Linked DNA regions of Ovis aries: region 2 is linked to region 1. A link is a contact called in public Hi-C data. All regions are on one chromosome and are shown on one strand. The core of a region is the stretch at or near the end of the contact, and the rest is flanking DNA. Distances in the headings are between cores, read along the strand shown. Region 1 overlaps EEPD1 (endonuclease/exonuclease/phosphatase family domain containing 1). Region 2 has its middle 110 kb from the start of SEPTIN7.

The links. A called contact is a pair of places that touch in the nucleus more often than the background predicts.
Region 2: a Hi-C map of tail adipose tissue shows a contact between it and region 1, with 10 times the contacts expected there. The contact joins two enhancer-like sites. A contact is called at or near these places in 13 of 16 Hi-C or Micro-C datasets (blood, hypothalamus, liver and 6 more).

What each region holds. Positions count from the first base shown.
Region 1 is chr4:62,553,684-62,558,564 of ARS-UI_Ramb_v3.0, reverse strand. It overlaps EEPD1 (endonuclease/exonuclease/phosphatase family domain containing 1), which reads left to right. Exons shown (of 8, transcript XM_060415022.1): 7 at 3,467-3,661. Among named protein-coding and RNA genes, the nearest start is that of EEPD1, 120 kb to the left of the region's middle. Within about 2 kb of position 2,389, at least 10 of the 54 cell types and tissues checked have an H3K27ac peak or open chromatin away from gene starts, as enhancers often do. A contact at or near this core is called in tail adipose tissue, where this site is marked.
Region 2 is chr4:62,793,068-62,797,948 of ARS-UI_Ramb_v3.0, reverse strand. No RefSeq gene overlaps it. Among named protein-coding and RNA genes, the nearest start is that of SEPTIN7, 110 kb to the left of the region's middle. Within about 2 kb of position 2,543, at least 2 of the 54 cell types and tissues checked have an H3K27ac peak or open chromatin away from gene starts, as enhancers often do. A contact at or near this core is called in tail adipose tissue, where this site is marked.

The DNA of each region.
Region 1 (4,881 bases), core at 1,140-3,639:
TTTTGGCTGTTATGGATAATGCTCTTATGAACATTGAGGTACAGCTTACATTTCAAACCAGGATGTGCTGCGAATAGCGTTCTCCTTAAATTGTGAGTCTTTGGGCTAAAAAAAAAAGTCAGAAAGCTGTTTAAGTCAAGGTACTTCATCCAAGGAGCAACCATGTGGGAGATTGTTCACCCACGGCTAGACTCTAACCCATTATGAAGGATGACTTGACAGCTTTTAAAACTCTGGACATTTCTGTTGTTCTTGATTTCAAACTTTTGCTTTATATGGAAGGAGGAAGGGAATGTGCCAGTCCCTTACTTCTCTGATAACCATAGGCCCTGCTATCTTTTCGGATAATTCTGGTAGGGATCAGGTGTTTGTCAGAAGACCTGGGCAGCGTATTGTTTCAAGCTGCCAGGGACGATTGAGCCACAGTCTGACTCAGCTTTGACGTGCCCAGGTAAGGACAGTGACTCATGTCCCCGTGTCCCCCTGCATTTAACTAACGTCCAGCCTATTGTTAACTGGTGACACAGCAGAGCCGTGGAATCAGGAAGTGCTGCAACCTGCCCAAGCGGCAGCTCGGGTAAATCGATGAGCAGAGGCAGCTTGGCTCAAACAAAGACTGAACTTTATTCCACAGGCTTCTTTCTATCAGAGCAAACAGAGTCGGCTTGATTAGCAAACTCTGGACCTTTCCACCTTTGTCTGGAACGTGCGCCCAGGTTGACTGACGTCAGTGAGGGCTCAGGGTGGGGTGCCCATCCACTGATGGAATTTCAGCAAGAGTCAAACAAGGCAGGGTCATGCTTGGCATCTGAGTAAGACTTACCCCTAGTGGGGCCGGGCTCCTGCTATTGTCGCTGGCATTTTATAAATCTAGGACTCTGAGAAAGTCAGCCCCAAATATTATCCCTTCACTCCTGGAAAATGTGTGCACTCAGTAGTGTCTGATTCTTTGTGGCCCCAGAGACTAGCCTGCCAGGCGGCTCCTCTGGCCGTGGGATTCTCCAGGCACGAATACTGGAGTGGATTGCCATGCCCTCCTCCAGGGGGAATCTTCCTGACCCAGGGGTCGAACCTGCATCTTCTGGGTCTCCTGCATTGGCAAGCATGTTATTTACCACTAGGGAGACCTGGGAAGCCCTAACTCCTAGAAACTCAGTGGGTACCTGTGGAGCCCACCCTGGCGGACAGCTTCCTAGGAGAATTTAGGGCCCTGCACATCTGTGGGTTGTCAGAGGCAGGGAGTGTCTCCATGTCATCACCAAACTGCTTTAACCGAAGTAGATGAATTGTAAGAAACCTGGACAGTCCAATTCAAAATGAGCCATTATTTTCATTCCCGAAGTTACACAGAGCTTGGTTTATTGATGCCTGACACCAGCATCTCTCCTGGGTTCAGAATTTTCTTTTCTTAAAAGAAAAAAAAATATATATATATATATATATATCTTTTCTTAAAAGAAAAAAATATATATATATTTTTTGTCAGTGCCGAGTCTTCACTGTGGCACACGGGCTTTCTCTAGTTGCAGCACAAAGGCTTCTCGTTGCAGTGGCTTTTCTTGTTGTGGAGCACAGGCTGTAGGGTGTGCAGTCTTCATCAGCTGTGGCTTTGGGGCTCTAGAGCATAGCCTTAACAGTTGTGGTACGCGGGCTTAGTTGCCCCGTGGCATGTGGGATCGTCCCAGACCAGGGATTGAACCCATGTCTCTTGCACTGGCCAGTGGATTCTTTACCACTGAGCCACCAGGAAAAACCCCAGAACTGTCTTCTTTTGGCTCAAATATTTCATGTTTGTATCCTAATGAAAACCTCTCATAATATTGAAATCTTTTGTCTCAGTCTTTCCTAAGTTTTCCTTGAAATTTAATAAAGGTACATCTTTCTATTCATTCCTTTTAAAAGCTACGTTGCACCTTAATTGTGCAGTTTTCCTCACGCTTCGTTTACCATTTCTTCCGTGCGTGTTTCTCTTACGTCTGCCAGGCAGCAGGCTCTGTTCCAAGCGTGTGGGGCTTTTCCATCCTAGCTCTTTGTCCTGGATTTGAGGGCTTGGTGGCTTTGGTTAGAGCCTCAGCTTCTTACCTGCAAGAGGTCCCCAGCACACGGTGACGACTCAGTGGAGGGTCATTGACACTGGCCTCGTAGGAGTTGTTATTAGTATTATTCATAAGTTGACTTTCCTGTTGAAAGTTCGCCGTGATTTCTCAAGACCAGCTTAGTTGGGCTCGCCCTGCTTTGGGTGCCAGGGTTGTTAGGCTCTAGCATGAGGGTCAGATGCCTCTCTGTCGGTCATACAGTGGCTGCAGGAAGGGCTTCCTTCCATCCCCTTCCCTCCCCTCAGGCCCCCTGGGAGAGGGTGTCATGTGCAGAACGTGAGTGCCCTCTGCTGGTGGCTTGTGTCATTTCACTTTGGATTTCTTAATCTCACGACTGAGCGACTTCCCTTTCACTTTTCACTTTCATGCATTGGAGAAGGAAATGGCAACCCACTCCAGTGTTCTTGCCTGGAGAATCCCAGGGACATGGGAGCCTGGTGGGCTGCCGTCTATGGGGTCACACAGAGTTGGACACAACTGAAGTGACTTAGCAGCAGCAGCAGCCCTTGTTATTGATGTGTATTCAAGTCCACGAAGATTTGTTGAGTGTCTCAGATGCATTTGGCCCTTGGTTATGAACTGCTTTCTTTAAAGCTTTCCTTGCAATGTTTCTCCCTGTGATAACGTGGCTCTCCTGAGGGGAGCTTCGAGACAGGAAGTGATGGTCAGGCAGTGGACGGGAATCCCAGGGAGCCAAGTTGGGTCTCACTGTCCTTTTCTGAATGTCTCCTCACTTGGGAAAATACTTCATAACTATCCCACTTACTCTTGTAAATCAAACTAGAGTTTGAGAGAGCTGTTGAAAATACTTTAAAGTATTTTGCCCTATATTAGTGTGCTGGGGTTCCATAACAAAACACCACAGACTGGATGGCTTAAACAACAGGCATTTATTTTCTTACAGTCCTGAAGGCTAGGAAGTCCATGATCAAGGTGTTGGCAGGGTCGGTTCCTTCTGAGGCCTCTCCTCGGCTTACAGATGACTGTCTTCTTCCTGTGTCTCCACTCGGGCTTCCTTCTGTGCTCAATAAATGTTTGTTGAGCTTTTGTTAACGATCTGGGCAAGACCCTTAGGGCCTTTCTGTGCTACGAGATTCGGAACCCATGATCCAGAACAGAGGTGATGTTGACATCACACCAACCTAATGTGTCACTAACCTACTCTGGGAGCTTGGGTGTGGGGTCGGGGGGCGGTGAGGGGGTGTTGCACAAGGAACTTGGAAGAATTGGGAGAATAAGAACCATGCCACAGTCCTAATCCTGGAGAGTCAGATCAGACACTCACGATCCTACTTAAATGAGTGGTGGTCAGTGCTGGGTTAACTTCCCACCACCTCTTACATTTCTGAATTTCTCTCTTCCACTTCTAGGAGAAAAAGACGTGATAGTTTTAGGGGATTTTGGCCAGGGGCCAGACAGCAGTGACTATGATATCTTGAGGAAAGAAAAATTCCACCACCTGATCCCCGCACACACCTTTACCAACATCAGCACCAAGAATCCTCAAGGCTCGAAGACTCTGGACAACATCTGGATCAGTAAAAGCTTAAAGAAGGTTTTCACAGGTAAAGCACACGTGCTGTTCAGAAACAGGGAGAGTCACCTGTCTGAGCTGGCAGTTCACGATTGTCTGGTTTGAGCGAGAGTCAGGAGTGACCTTCCCTCCTCTGCAGGCATTTATGAGGTTACTGTTGAGGCGGCTGTATAATTATCTTTCACACAGAGCCACTTTTAAGAGTGAAGGGGTTCTGAAAACTAAGTAAAAGGCATTCACTGACCTACATCAGGGACAAAGCAGATGCGTGCCGGGCAGACCTGGCTATCGACTGGTAGCGCTGGGTCGCTGCTGCGAACTTGCTCTGCTGCGCTGAGTAGGGGCCACCCTCTAGTTGTGGCGCGTGGGCTTCTCCCTGCAGTGCTTCCTCTTGTAGGGCACGGGTTCCAGGGCACGTGGGCTTCAGGAGTGTGGCTCACGGGCTCTAGAGCGTGGGCTCAGCAGTTGTAGTACACGGGCTCAGTTGCCCTACGACTTGTGGAATCTCTCTAGACCAGAATTCAAACCCATGTCCCTTACATTGGCAGGTGGATTCTTATCCACTGGCCAGCAGGAAAGCCCCAGCTTAGCCTAATTTTAAGGATACTTAGCCCTTCAGCAAACACTTCTCAAGCCCTGTCATATTCAGGCAGTGTGCTGTGGCCTGAGATTTACCCACATGCCATCAGCACCCTGCAGAGCAGCAGTTGGCGGTGAGCTGGCATGTTACCTGGCATCACTATAGGATGCTGAAGTGCCTTAGGCAGGACTCTGCCGGACCAGGGTGTGGTGGGTGGCCTCAGCACTGAAAAGCACTCCCCCAAACCAGTCACTTGCTGAGCAGACCTTGGGTCATGAAACAGTCATAAAAATACAGAAGCGGCAGTAGGGTCTTTGGATGTAAGATAAGAGTAAGATAAGCACCAACAGTTTGAAAAGTGTCAGTTGATCAGTTGTAGTTGTGTCCGACTCTTTGTAGCCCCCCAGGCTCCTCTGTCCATGTGATTTTCCAGGCAAGAATACTGGAGTGGATAGCCATTCTCTTCCCCAAGGGATCTTCCTGACCCAGGGATCAAACCCGTCTCCTGCATTGCAGGCAGATTCTTTACTGTCTGAGTCACCAGAGAAGCCCTTACTAAACACAAATAGTTGCAGATTATACTTCAGAGAAATGTTAAAAAAAATTAAGTACCATTGCTGGAGTCTCACTGTGAGACCAGGACTTGCAGCCAAGACTTGGATCCTCAGGAC
Region 2 (4,881 bases), core at 1,294-3,793, 240 kb before region 1:
CAGAGTCTTTGTGGGACCCAAAGGAGAAACCTGACTTTAAATGTCTTCCAGTCTTAGAGGGTGGTTTACAGTAAATTAGGTGAGGGGAAATCTGATATTATTTACCTCTTGAGATTAATTCCTTGTGAGTAAAATCCAAAGCTAAAATGGATAACATTTGCTTGGGTCTTGGAATCTCAGCAAGTCAGCACCAGACGGAACTGCTGAAAAGTGTATTTTTCATCTGGTGGTTTTGGTTTTCTTGACATCAAACTGATAGAGGCCTGAGGAACAGCAAACCATACAGACACAGCAACAATACAAGGCAGAGGGAGAAACGTAAGAAATAGAGTAGGGTCTCAAGCCCACTACTATTCCTATTAACTAAAATACGTGTGAACACACAATGGCACCGCATGTGTCATTCATTCAAGGGTCTGTCTCACAGTGATAAGGGAGGTGCATGTAGGGACAGAGGGAATCCACAGGTAAAGAAAACACATGAACATAGGGCTACCTGCACTGGCAGCGATGCCTGGATCGTGAGGCTGGGAGGGTGACTGGGACAGCTCTGCAGGGGCCATCCGACAGGGTGAGAGACAGGCAAAAACGATGGGCTTGAACCCTGGGGGTCCTGCCACAGATGCCATCAACCTACAGACAATGCCATGAGGCTTCAGGGCATTTGCTCGGCACACAGGGAGTTTTCCAGATCTGTGTCTGCCCTTCTGTTCATGTTAAGTGTCCGGCGTTGACTCACTCAGACCCTGACACCTGGGTGAATTCATGGGGGCTCACCCATCAGTTTCTTGGGTTTCCATAAACACTATGTCTAACAGGAACTTCCCATTTAATTTCTTTCAGGATTGACATTAAAAGTGAACTGGTCTACTTAAAGCATAGACTCTTAACATACCCCACTGGGAAAACTCTCCTTCTGTAGACCAAAGCCTATCAGGCTTTTTGTATTTTATAGAAGAACCCAAACTGAGAGCCAGGCAACACCTGTCTGCTGACCCTGAAGTGATGGGAGTTGTCTCTGGATTGTCTTAGTTGGGGAGATGGGATTTGTCTATAGCGCTGGTGACATAGACCAATGCTAATGATACACAGCTTCATCCAGGGAGGTCTGTTAGGAACCGAGTGCCTGTGCCCCCACAGAGGTCCCAGCCTCTTCCTGGAATAAATGATTAAACTTCAAACATGATACAATCAAACAATATAATTTTTTAAAAAATATTTATTTATTCCTTTGCCTGCTCCAGGTCTTAGTTGTGGCACGTGGGATCTAGTTCCTTGGCCAGGGAAGGAACCTGGGCCCCCTGTATTACGCATGTGAAGGATCTTCACCACTGGGCCTCCAGGGAAGTCCCAGACATTGTAATATTTTGCTTGGATACAAATGCTACTTTTGAACCATTCTTATTGACATGGGAAATTATTAATGCCACATCCATTCAAATAATAGGTGACTAAACCACAACAGACTGAGAAGGCAGTGGAACCCTACTCCAGTACTCTTGCCTGGAGAATCCCATGGATGGAGGAGCCTGATAGGCTGCAGTCCATGGCGTCGCTGAGAGTCGGATACGACTGAGCGACTTAGCAGCAGCAGCAGCAAACCACAACAACAACACCTCTGTGGCAAAATGTCATCTGATTAGAGAGGAGCAGAAGCGGGAATAGGCCAGATAGAAATCTACTGGAAATAGCTCTCTTTGGCAGAAAAAAAAAAAAAAATGCTGTTTTCCATCGCATAGCTAATTGACTTGCTTTTCAGACCTCTTGAGCCAGAAGAGATCACCCCAGGGTCATAAACTTCACTGTTGCAGATAGCAGGCACAGAAGAAGAGCTTCAGCCCTGCAAACCACTGAATGATCTGGAGTCCCAGTAGTGTCCTGCTCTGGGGACCACAGGTGTTTCCCCAGCAGGGTGTGCCTGAGGACTGTACCTTCCTGCCTCCTCTTGCTGTGGCCCTAATGCCCAGGTGCAGTCTCAGGACCCTCGCTTGTGGTAAAGAGAATCGGGAAAACTAGACATTTGGATAGATGAAAAAGCCAAAGAAATCCAAGTGGCCCCGGCAACTCATACACTCTTTCATAAATGCTATCCCCAAGAAAAATGCCACATCCTCTAGAGTAGGAAATGGCAACCCACTTCCAGTATTCTTGCCTGGAAAATTCCATGGACAGAGGTGTCTGGTGGGCTACAGTCAATGGAGTTGCCAAGAGTGGGACATGACTAAGCACACATGTGCTGGGCTCAGCTCCTGTCCTGTCCTAAGGAAAGGATTGCAGAAATTAGCGTGTATGTAAAGAAACTATTTCTGGTGATCTTTTCAATGCGGCTCCTCAAGTTGGGTCCATACTCTTGAATCAGTCTTCCTCTCTGCCAAGCCTTAAACAGGTCATGGGGGCCTGGCTGAGCCCAGGGCCACTTAGAATGTACTCAGACTGCAGTCCTGAGGGCAAGTGAAATCAGATGGAAGTCATGCGTTGAGGGCTTCCTAAATGTTCATCCCACTCCTGGGCCACCCATTGCATCCTCTGGGACATTGACTCTAAGTCGCCCTGATCAGATAAACAACCAAACATGTTTGTACAGAGATGTAGGGAAGAGGAGAACCGCTGGGTTCAGCCAACAAATTCATGGCCAAGAAGTGTTTTGTAAGGAAGAAATAGGTCAAATATTTTGTATGATGATCCCGAGTGGCAGGGTAGGGGACAAACTATTGAGACCCCAAAATAATCCCAGTCCCCTGGCTTATTAGCATATCTGCTCTGGAACGCAGGGCTCCTCACAAGTGTGGTTTTAGTTCCAAATACTAGGGGTCAAAAGGCACACCTTTACTATAGGTAAATTTCCGTTCCCCATTCTTAGGACTTGAGTGGGTTTTACTTATTTATATTATTTGTTTATTTTTCAAAGATTTATTTTGAATTGGAGGATAATTGCTTTACGATGTTGTGTTGCTTTCTGCCATACATCAACTGAATCAGCCATAGGTATACATATGTTCCTTCCCTCTTGAACCTCCCTCCCACCTCCCACCCCATCCCACCTCTCTAGGTTGTCGCAGAGCACCAGGTTGAGCTCCTTGTGGTATACAGCAACTTCCCATTAGCTATCTACTTTACGTATGGTGGGTTGGGAAGATACCCTGGAGAAGAGAATGGCTACCACTCCAGTATTCTTGCCTGGAGTATTCCATGGACAGAGGAGCCTAGTGGGCTACAGTCCATGGGTTCACAAAGAGTTGGATTCAACTGAGTGATTAACACACACAGACGTTTACATATGGTAATGTATATGTTTCAGTGCTGCTTTCTCAGTTTGTCCCATCTTCTAGCATAATTGTTCATTTCTCCTTAAATTTAACTTCACATCTCTTCCTTAATGCTGGTCTGTTGGCAGTGCTTTTTCAAAAGACTGTTTGTATTCACATCAAGCACGCATATCTGATACTCCATCCAGAGGGTGACTTTTCCATTGGTGCCTCTCCTGAGGATTGATGATTTCAGAATTGTACTTCAGAGAATAAATGAAAATCTAAATCCTAGATTGAACTGAATTCAGAATAAGGCAGCATGACTAGTCCATCAGCATAATCAATGTTTTCTTCACCTAAGAGAGTTTCAGTCAGTCAGTCAGTTCAGTCGCTCAGTTGTGTCTGACTCTTTGTGACCCCATGAATTGCTGCACGTCAGGCCTCCCTGTCCATCACCAACTCCTGGAGTTCACCCAAACTCACGTCCATCGAGTTGGTGATGCCATCCAGCCATCTCATCCTTTGTCATCCCCTTCTCCTCCTGCCCCCAATCCCTCCCAGCATCAGGGTCTTTTCCAATGAGTCAAATCTTCGCATGACGTGGCCAAAGCATTGGAGTTTCAGCTTCAACATCAGTCCCTCCAATGAACACCCAGGACTGATCTCCTTTAGAATGGACTGGTTGGGTCTTCTTGCAGTCTAAGAGACTCTCAAGAGTCTTCTCCAACACCACACTTCAAAAGCGTCAATTCTACAGCACTCAGCTTTCTTCACAGTCCAACTCTCACATCCATACATGACTACTGGAAAAACCATAGCCTTGACTAGACAGACCTTTTTTGGCAAAGGAATGTCTCTGCTTTTCAATATGCTGTCTAGGTTGGTCATAACTTTCCTTCCAAGGAGTAAGTGTCTTTTAATTTTATGGCTGCAATCACCATCTGCAGTGATTTTGGAGCCCCCCAAAATAAAGTTTGACACTGTTTCCTCTGTTTCCCATCTATTTCCCATGAAGTGATGAGACCAGATGCCATGATCTTCGTTTTCTGAATGTTGAGCTTTAAGTCAACTTTTTCACTTTCCTCTTTCACTTTCATCAAGAAGCTTTTTAGTTCCTCTTCCCTTTCTGCCATAAGGGTGGTGTCATCTGCATATCTGAGGTTATTGCTATTTCTCCCGGCAATCTTGATTCCAGCTTGTGCTTCTTCCAGCCCAGTGTTTCTCATGATGTACTCTGCATAGAAGTTAAATAAGCAGGGTGACAATATACAGCCTTGACGTACTCCTTTTCCTATTTGGAACCAGTCTGCTGTTCCATGTCCAGTTCTACCTGTTGCTTCCTGACCAGCATATAGGTTTCTCAAGAGGCAGGTCAGGTGGTCTGGTATTCCCATCTCTTTCAGAATTTTCCACAGTTTATTTAGGAAACCTGAATTCATAGACCCAAACCCCCATGACCATTTGCTGGCAGTTTCCTCATCTGTAAAATGGGCATGACTGTACCTGCCCAGCCACCCTCACAGATTATGGGAGGATCAAATAATGTCACAAGTGTGGAAACACTTTGTGAGTCACGCAGACAGACCTGGAATTGAGGTTTATTTCTATCATTTATTGATGATGGGACCTTTGA